Linked DNA regions of Mus musculus: regions 2 and 3 are each linked to region 1. A link is a contact called in public Hi-C and promoter capture Hi-C data. All regions are on one chromosome and are shown on one strand. Each heading gives the region's core, a stretch centred on a gene start, on an enhancer-like site or on the middle of the called end of the contact. The rest is flanking DNA. Distances are from core to core; before and after follow the strand shown.

Region 1 (2,893 bases), core at 117-2,616:
AGATCTTTAAAAAAAGAAAATGAAAATATTCTATACTGCAAAGGACACTACCATATGGGGAAAGTGGCAGCCTAGAGAATTGGAAAATATTTTTACAAATTATATGTATGATAGAGGGTATCTAATATATATGAAGAGCTAAAAAGGTAAAGCCAAAACATCAGGAAAATAAGAAAACAAAATAGATCTCAGCAGAGTGTTTTCAAAGGTGAAATATATCAGAGAAACAGTTTAAAATGTTCAACATTCATTTTTATTTTTATTTTATTTTATTCTTATTTTCATTTAATAGGGGGTTGTATATGTGTAATACTTGTTTTCTGTTCTGATTTATTTGGTACACAGAGATGGGAGGAGAGAGGGAGAGAGAGAGAGAAAGAGAGAGAAAGAGAGAGAGAGAGAGAGAAAGAGAGAGAAAGAGAGAGAGAGAGAGAGAGAGAGAGAGAGAGAGAGAGAGAGAGAGAGAGAGAGAGAGAGAGAGAGATATCATAAAGTTGGGTGATGAGGAATGGCGGGAGGAACTGAGGGAAAACATAATCAAAGTGTATTCTATGAAGTTTTCTTTTTAACAAAAGTTTTAAGAGATAGCACCAGGAATAGCTCTGAGTACAGATTTGGGCACCTAAAAACTCACTCAATGAATTGTAGTGACATTTATTGCAGGGTGGCAAATCCTACTTCAAGAACTACCAAGATAGATAAAGAGGGACCATCAGAACAGTGGATTAATCTTGGAGTTCCTATTCTGAACTGTCACTCAAAGCACATTCTTGATCTAGGTCGTCACCGTTACTTAACATAATGTGTAATCATCATGCAGCACACGGTTCACATTTCACAAATACTATGATTGTATTTTATACTGTAATTCACACTTTATGTTCAGTGATTGTCTTCGTTCTAACCTTATATGCACACATTAGCAAAGAGTTCTTATGACCTTTCTTAGGATAAAGCAGAAGGCAAGTAAATGTTAGAGGATTTCCCTCAGCAGATGGGGAAGTCATAGGAGGAACCCCAACTGGGACTGGACTCTCACAGGTTCAGTTAGCCTGAGGCAGACTGATGGTGTCAAGGCTGCCATCAATCAGAGTTGGTGGCTCAGTACAGCGTCCATGCAACTGCTGCAGAGCCACACTGATCAAAGCTTCTAGGCTCTGAGCTGAAGCAGTCTGTCTGCTTAACAAAGGAAACTGGAAATTTCAGAAAGACCTTCACTCTGCGCCTCTGACCAGCAACTGATGCTGCTGGTGCTCTTGGCTGCTGATTGGTTCTTCAGCACTGAAGGTGCCCAACCCAGCACCAGTGGGTGGAGTCTCTCACCCTTGCCAGTCAGCCAGGTTGGCCTGCCTCTCTAGCAACCAACCTCTCCTCTCCTCAAGCATGGTGTCTCTGTGGCTCCCCAGAGGCCTCTGTGTGGCAGCTGTGATCCTGAGTCTGATGATGCTGACCCCTCCGGTGATTTTAGTCAGGGACCCACGACGTAAGTGCACCACCTCTCATGTTCTGAGTTGCTAGGGGTTGGGAACAAAGGGGCTAGCTTCATTTTGTCTACAATTGGTTTTAAAAAAACTTCTCAGTTTTTCTTTGATCACCTCTCTTAATCATACGAATCTCATATTATTTCCATATAAAAGTGTCTTAGATGTTCTTTTGAGACCCATGAATGGAATTGACACATGGGTCATATTCCTTCCCTCCTCATGTGTCCGGTCAACACTGACATCACATTTCCTACATGAAAACGACAGGGCACTTAAATAAGGACCTGTATAGCACCTGTCTGAAATGTTAAGTTGGAAAATTTCCCTGAAGATTTCATGAGCAATTAAGGGGAGTTGGGGGGCCCTGTCCTAAAGACTGTGCTGTGCCCTTACTGGGATCTGTGGCCTGATCTCGTCTCCCTGAATCCCAGAGTTTTTGAAACCTCCATCCCCGTGCTGGGATGCTGTCAGGGGAAGTAGTCAGGGTTCTCTCTCTGCTGTTGATGGCACCCTAGAGCGGACCCTGGGACTTAATATTTGAATCTGCCTCCTAGACAAGGAATACAGATAATATACTCTTGGTACCTGAAACTTAACAGTTCTTCTGAAACAGTGCACTGTGTCTCAAGCATCAACTGCATTTCTGCCTGAGGGTGAAGGAGAGGATCCACCTGGTTTCAGATGTGAAGTTCTATTTTCATATAGAAAATATGTCAGAATCAACAGTTACATGTGGTTCAAACTGAGTACCCAGAGCCTGGGGGTTGGGGCCAGACAGCGTGAAGGCTGCTAATGTCTCCTGGGGTTAGAAGACAGTCAGGAAATAAAGTGTCTGGTGTTGTGCGACTTCCCCAAGCTTTGAAGGTTCCATTGCTCACCTTCTCGTCTCAATTATCTGTGTGGGCTTGTTGGTCCTCACTACATCTCTCTGCCCTTTCCATGCACTGTGTAAAGGTCATCCTTGTCTAATTCAAGTGCTGATATTTTGCCCTCATATCTTGTTTCAATCCAGACATGGCCATGTAATGGTCATACCAAGAACCTCCTCTCTCATGTTTGTGTAAATAATTCTTATCGTTTCTTTTATGCCTTGTCAATAAATACTGATCATGCAATGGCTGGGCAGAAGAGAGAATAGGGTGGGACATCTGCCAATCAGAGGAAGGATTTGGAGCCATGAGGAAGAGATTTGGAGAAAGACCATGGAAACACCCCTGAAGCCAAATGAGCCATATCAATAATAATATGCATGAGACATGGCATGTTGGCCAGATTAGCATAGAAGGTGAAGGCAGATCATTTAACTGCTCAGCTATTGAGGTGCAGTTGTAAATGAGTCTTAGTTTCTCTGTGAAGTTTTTGGTGATTACCATAATGTAAAGAAATACAACTGCTGGACTCATACACTG
Region 2 (2,893 bases), core at 80-2,579, 800 kb after region 1:
ATGTGTTGGAGAGGGGCGGGCATAGCTTGGTTAGAGCACCTGCCTAACACTGGGAAGACCCTGGGTGGGGCCCCTCTCCAAGACAAGATGCATCCAAAAGATGCTGCTGACATTGGGAGAAAAGCCAAAGATACTTTGCTCTGCTCTGCCTGATACAAACCTTGAACTTGAGGAAGCCAGCTGTGATGAAGTGTAATACCTTGTGGTAGGGAAGTTAAAAGTCCCCAGAGAGGAAGTAGAGTCCTGCAGGATTGGCCAATACAACTAATGTCATCCAACCTGTGTGACATTCTAGCTGTGACCAGAGCTCTGACCTCCCAGATAAAAAGTTCAAGATGAACTTTTTTTCTTTTTGTTTTTTGAGACACAGTCTCTCACTATGTGTAGACCAGGCTGGCATCAAACTCAGCTAAAACTGGTTCTGGAGTGCTACATGGGGCTTAACCTAGGGCTTCATACCTGCTTACTGAGTTAGGATTCCAAGGCTTAAGGCAGTCCTAAGAGATCATTTCACTCCCTGAAAACCAGGCAATATGCTTTTCTACACTTCTCTTACGTACTTGGCACCCCCAATCCCTTGAGATGCTTATACAGAGTGCTAGGAACATGAAAGCTTTCAAATCCCAGTCTGGAAGGCCAAAGGGCGGCTGCTTAAATCACGTGGCTCCTGTTATTTACCTTTCTGGACCAGCATTACAAGATATCTCAGGTGAGAAATGGAGGAATGGCGGGGGTTGTGAGAAAGAACCACAGAGAGGCTGGAATCGTCACACAGGGAAGCAGTGGCAAGAGGATCGACTCAAAGGCAGTCTGGGCAACATATGTCCAAGCCTTTCCTGAGCTATATATATCCTGAGCTATATATATATATATATATATATATATGGATCTAAGCTACATATATAGGGGACCTGTCCTTAAAAACAAAGCTGGGCAGTGGTGCAGCGTGCCTTTAATCAAGGAGACAAGAGGCGGGCAGATCTCTTTTGAGTTCAAGGCCAGTCTGGTCTACCGAGCTAATTCAAGATAGCTAAAGTTACATTGAAAAACAAAACAAAAAAATCCCAAACTAAGGGCTAGAATACCTAACCAGTGTCAGCGGCGGGAAGGTCTGGGAGGTGAGCAGCCGAACCCGGGTTCGTGCTCAGGGTCTGGTCTTAGGTGGTCCTCTCTCTACGCCTGCGCTAGTGAATCGCGGGGGCTTCGGAGGAGGTCGCTCTGTCGAGTCCGCCTCACGGGTTGCGGAGCTCCGCCCCCGCTGGTCCCTCCCGACCCGGTACAGCTGCTTCCGGGCTCGCACGGCTCCCGGAGGCCGCTCCCCGGACGCTGGGCCCCACAGCTACTCGCTGCGCGAGCACCCAGACGCCTGGGTCCCCAGGTAGGCCTGTACTGTGTCTTGCGTCTGCGATCTCCAAGGACATCTCTGTTCTGACCTTGCGGAGGCCGCGTCTCAGCTGCGCCCTCGCGGGACAGTAGGGCCACTTTTTGGAATGATAGCTTCCTAAGTTAAGGGATGCACTTAACTGACTGGAGTTCGCTAGACACTTCCATCCCGTCTTCCTCTCAACAGAGACTTCCTGTTCCTTGAGCTCCCTTGGGCAGCGATTTGAAGGTTCCTCAGTTTCAGGACCGAAGGACCCTGGGCCACCACCTTCTTTCCTTCAATGGAACACCACCTCTCCCCTTTCTGGGGCACCTTGGGATGTGGTCTTGGTGAGTGAAACTTGGGGTGCTGACTGCTGGGAAGGAAATCTGAAAGCACAGAACATTGTGGGGGTGACCCTGGCCTTATCGGGCTCTAGAAGTCTTGTTAGTGTGTGGGGTGGCAAATGGATTTCTTTTCCCTTAGACTGACACGGAAGCAGGCCATTTACCACACTTGGGGCTGTGTGAGTCCTTTCTGAATTCAGAGTAGGACAATATCACCAAGCAGACACCTCTTCTGAACCGGAACTGATTCTGGCTTCGGAGGAGATCCTGAGAATCTTACGCAGAGTCAGGAAGTGGTCACAGATTTGGGAAGCGCATTGCACAGCTCAGTCATGTTCCTTCGACGGCTTGGTGGCTGGCTACCTCGACCTTGGGGTCGAAAGAAATCAACAAAGGCTGATTTGCCTGCCCCAGAACCCAGATGGGTGGACAGCTCCCCGGAGAATTCGGGGAGTGACTGGGACAGTGCTCCAGAGACCATGGGAGATGTGGGGCCCCTTAAGACCAAGGATTCAGGAACACGGAGACCCCCCGGGGCTGCTCCAGAGTCTAGCAGGGACCTCAAAGTGGATCAACTGGGGAGCAAAAGAATGGATTCCCTCAAGCGGGACAAGACTGCCTCTACCATTCAAGAGCCTGCAAGACTGGAGTCTGGAGGGGCCATTCCCAAACTAGACTGGGATCCTGTGGATTCAGGTGGCGTGAAGAACCTTGGAGTGTCCGCTCAAGGGAGACTAGGCACCATTGGGCCAGAAGCCCTGTTGGAGAAACCTGGTCGCCGTCAGAAGCTGCTGCGTTGGTTACGGGGGGAACCAGGGGCTCCTTCACATTACCTGCAGGACCCAGAGGAGTACCTGCAGATCTCTACCAACTTGACCCTGCACCTGCTGGAGCTGCTTGCCACAGCCCTGCTGGCTCTGTGCTCCAGGCCACTCCGAGCCATCTTGGATGCTTTGGGCCTTCGAGGACCTGTGGGCCTCTGGCTTCATGGGCTGCTATGTTTCCTGGCCGCCCTACATGGGCTCCACGCTGTGCTGAGCTTACTTACTGCCCACCCCCTGCATTTTGCCTGCCTCTTTGGCTTGTTGCAGGCCCTGGTGCTGGCTGTCAGCCTCCGGGAACCTGTTGAAGATGAGGAGACCGCTGATTGGGAGAGTGAGGGGCAGGAGAGGGAGGCCAAGGA
Region 3 (2,893 bases), core at 270-2,769, 570 kb after region 1:
CCCAGCGCTAACAATTGTAGTCCCATGCCAAAAGGAGCCTCAAGCAGAGACTCGGAACACGCCCTAAACACTTAGGCAGAAACCTTATCACACAGTGATTGGCAACCCTGGTGCTGGCATAAACCATGCGGGGTTTGGTGGCAGTGCAAGCCATGGGCCACAGGTGACCAGTGAACCCACAGAGATGGCAAAAGGGCATCTGTTGCATATTTTTGCTCAAGTTTTAAGGAAAGTTGAAATACCAGCTAAACTTATAGTTGATTACCTAGAAGACTACAATTCCCAGAAAGCTCTGAAAAGTTTTTAATCCAAAGAGGACTACAGTTCCCATAAGATGCCGAATTGGCCTTGGGCCCAGTAACATAAGTACCTGTCTGTCCAATATTGTGTGAGCAACCATACAGGCATTTTCAAGCTTTGGCTAGGACTTAATGCCTGGAGGGGGATGGTGCCCTCGATAGTGTTCAGGGTTGTATACTTGCTGTGTCTACCATCATACTTAAGCTGTCTGCTGGACCATGACCCCCCCCCTCCATGGAGAAGTATTTGGGCAGAAATAGTTACTGTCAATAGATTGAGGTCTCCGCTGCATTCAGTTGACATATCTAGTGCAACCGAAGACACTTCCCCCAGATTTCCAAAAGCACACTGACCCAGAAGTAAAGGTGTCTTCCGTGAGTCTCTGTCGCCCCTTCTTGTGCACTAAAGTTCAAAACTGATATAGTCCCAGCCTTCTATCTGGCGGCTCAGAACGGGAAAGGCACACGCGGCAGCTGCAAAGGCTCAGGCTACACGTGTTCCCAAAACCGGGCGGGGACAGGGAAGCCACAGCCCAGTCGAGCCTCACCCTTGCTCCCGGCGGAGCCCAGGCTAGGAGCGAACGCCCTCTCCCCTACAGGCCCCAGTTCTGGACCTCCAGGGCCATTCTGGGGGGCAAAAATGGCCAAGAGGCCCGCAGCGGCTCCTTTAAGGCGTCTTCTCGCCCTCCCTCCTTGTCCACGTGACCCGGGGCGGCCGCGCGCCGGCTCGGCCCCCCGCGCAAGCGGCGATGGCGGCGGCGGCGGGAGCTGCTGCGGCGGCGGCCGCCGAGGTGCGGAAGGGGAGGGGGAGAGGCGGGTGCATGCCCGCGCGCGCGCCCGGGGGAAGCGCGCGCTCGTGCAATGCTCCGGGGGTGCAACGGGGCCGGGGGGCCCGAGCCGAACTTACAGCAAACCAGGGGGCCAACACCGGGGGCGGATGAGGGGACCAGGGGGTGGGAGGTGGGGGGAGTGGGCGCCGAGTCGCACGTGCCGCCGCCCGCTGCCCCTGCGTGGGCGGTGGGCACCGCGACCCCGGGAGCCCGCGCGAGGGGCGCGAGGGGCCGTCCGCCGGGCTGGGGCGCAGCGGGCGTTGCAGGGGTTGGTGGCCGGGGTCCCCGCGGCCTGGGGGACAAAGGGGGAGCGGCGCGTGCAGCCGGGAGGAGGGGGCGGGGCCGGGGCGCGGAGGCCCCGCCCCCTCCCCCTCCTCTGCTCCCGGCCCCAGAGATGCGGGGTCTGCCGAGAGGGAGGGGGCTGATGCGGGCCCGGGGGCGGGGGCGTGCGGCCCCCACGGGCGGCCGCGGCCGCGGTCGGGGGGGCGCCCACCGAGGGCGAGGTAGGCCCCGAAGCCTGCTCTCGCTGCCCAGGGCCCAGGCGTCTTGGGCCCCCCAGCTGCCTGCCGGGCTGACCGGCCCCCCGGTTCCTTGTCTCCCCTCCCAGGGGGAGGCCCCCGCTGAGATGGGGGCGCTGCTGCTGGAGAAGGAGCCCCGAGGAGCCGCCGAGAGAGGTGAGTGCAGCAGGAGCAGGCCCGACCGGACCTCCACCCTCCCCACCCCCAACACGGGATCCCGGGAGCTTTCAGCCCTGAACTTTTTCTTTTCCCCTCCCGACAGTTCATAGCTCTTTGGGGGACACCCCTCAGAGTGAGGAGACCCTTCCCAAGGCCAACCCCGACTCCTTGGAGCCTGCCGGCCCCTCCTCTCCGGCCTCTGTCACTGTCACCGTCGGCGATGAGGGGGCTGACACCCCTGTCGGGGCCGCATCACTCATCGGGGACGAACCCGAGAGCCTGGAGGGAGATGGGGGTCGCATCGTGCTGGGTGAGAGACTGGGGAGTGAGGGAGACGGGGCGCAGAGGGGCTTTCTGCATGCCTGCTCACCCTGCACCCCCTTTCTGCCTGCCTCTTTTCTAGGCCATGCCACAAAGTCGTTCCCCTCTTCCCCCAGCAAGGGGGGTGCCTGTCCCAGTCGGGCCAAAATGTCAATGACAGGGGCAGGAAAGTCGCCCCCCTCGGTCCAGAGTTTGGCCATGAGGCTGTTGAGCATGCCCGGGGCCCAGGGAGCTGCAACTGCTGGGCCTGAACCCTCTCCGGCAACAACTGCCGCCCAGGAGGGGCAGCCCAAAGTGCACCGAGCCCGGAAAACCATGTCCAAACCTAGCAACGGACAGGTGAGAGTGTGGAAGTTGGGGTGGAGAGACTTGGGGAGTCTCTGGGTCGGATTTTTTGTTTTGTTTTGTTTTTGTTGGTGGTTTGTTCTTTTGGGTTTTTTTTTTTTTTTTTTTCCTTCTTCCGGGATTTAGCCTTAGACCTCTTGTATTCAGATTTTTTTTTTCGAATTTACCAATAGGCTACCAAGTGTCAGCTGTTGGGCTGGGCCTCTGTGAGCAGAGTAATTGTCGGCTTCCTGGAGTTTGTGTTCTTTGGGGAGGGGTGGTCAGCAGAGGAGACTGACAGATGTAGAATTAATTATATAGTTATTGTCCTAATTACACAAATGACTGGGCAGGATCAGCCTTCCCAAGTTTGTGTTTTTTTTGTTTTGTTTTTTGCCTCTGAACAAATGCTTAGGGAGGTTGGTTTGTTCGTTTGTTTGTT

The links. Promoter capture Hi-C pulls out the DNA fragments that hold promoters and counts their contacts. A called contact is a pair of places that touch in the nucleus more often than the background predicts.
Region 2: a contact with region 1 is called in a promoter capture Hi-C map of stem cell-derived epiblast-like cells, with 4 times the contacts expected there. The contact joins the promoter of D17H6S53E here to the promoter of H2-Eb2 in region 1. A contact is called at or near these places in 1 of 39 promoter capture datasets (stem cell-derived epiblast-like cells) and 1 of 9 other capture datasets (pancreatic islet).
Region 3: a contact with region 1 is called in a Hi-C map of B cells, with 10 read pairs. The contact joins the promoter of Ehmt2 here to the promoter of H2-Eb2 in region 1.

What each region holds. Positions count from the first base shown.
Region 1 is chr17:34,324,309-34,327,201 of GRCm38.p6, forward strand. It overlaps H2-Eb2 (histocompatibility 2, class II antigen E beta2), which reads left to right and starts at 1,367. Exons shown (of 5, transcript NM_001033978.3): 1 at 1,367-1,483. The coding sequence starts at 1,384.
Region 2 is chr17:35,125,073-35,127,965 of GRCm38.p6, forward strand. It overlaps D17H6S53E (DNA segment, Chr 17, human D6S53E), which reads left to right and starts at 1,330. Exons shown (of 3, transcript NM_033477.2): 1 at 1,330-1,378; 2 at 1,571-1,713; 3 at 1,850-2,893. The coding sequence starts at 2,043. Gm20522 (predicted gene 20522) reads right to left here and starts at 1,271. Exons shown (of 3, transcript NR_168268.1): 1 at 1,086-1,271; 2 at 161-243.
Region 3 is chr17:34,897,451-34,900,343 of GRCm38.p6, forward strand. It overlaps Ehmt2 (euchromatic histone lysine N-methyltransferase 2), which reads left to right and starts at 1,520. Exons shown (of 27, transcript NM_145830.3): 1 at 1,520-1,803; 2 at 1,910-2,116; 3 at 2,210-2,466. The coding sequence starts at 1,524.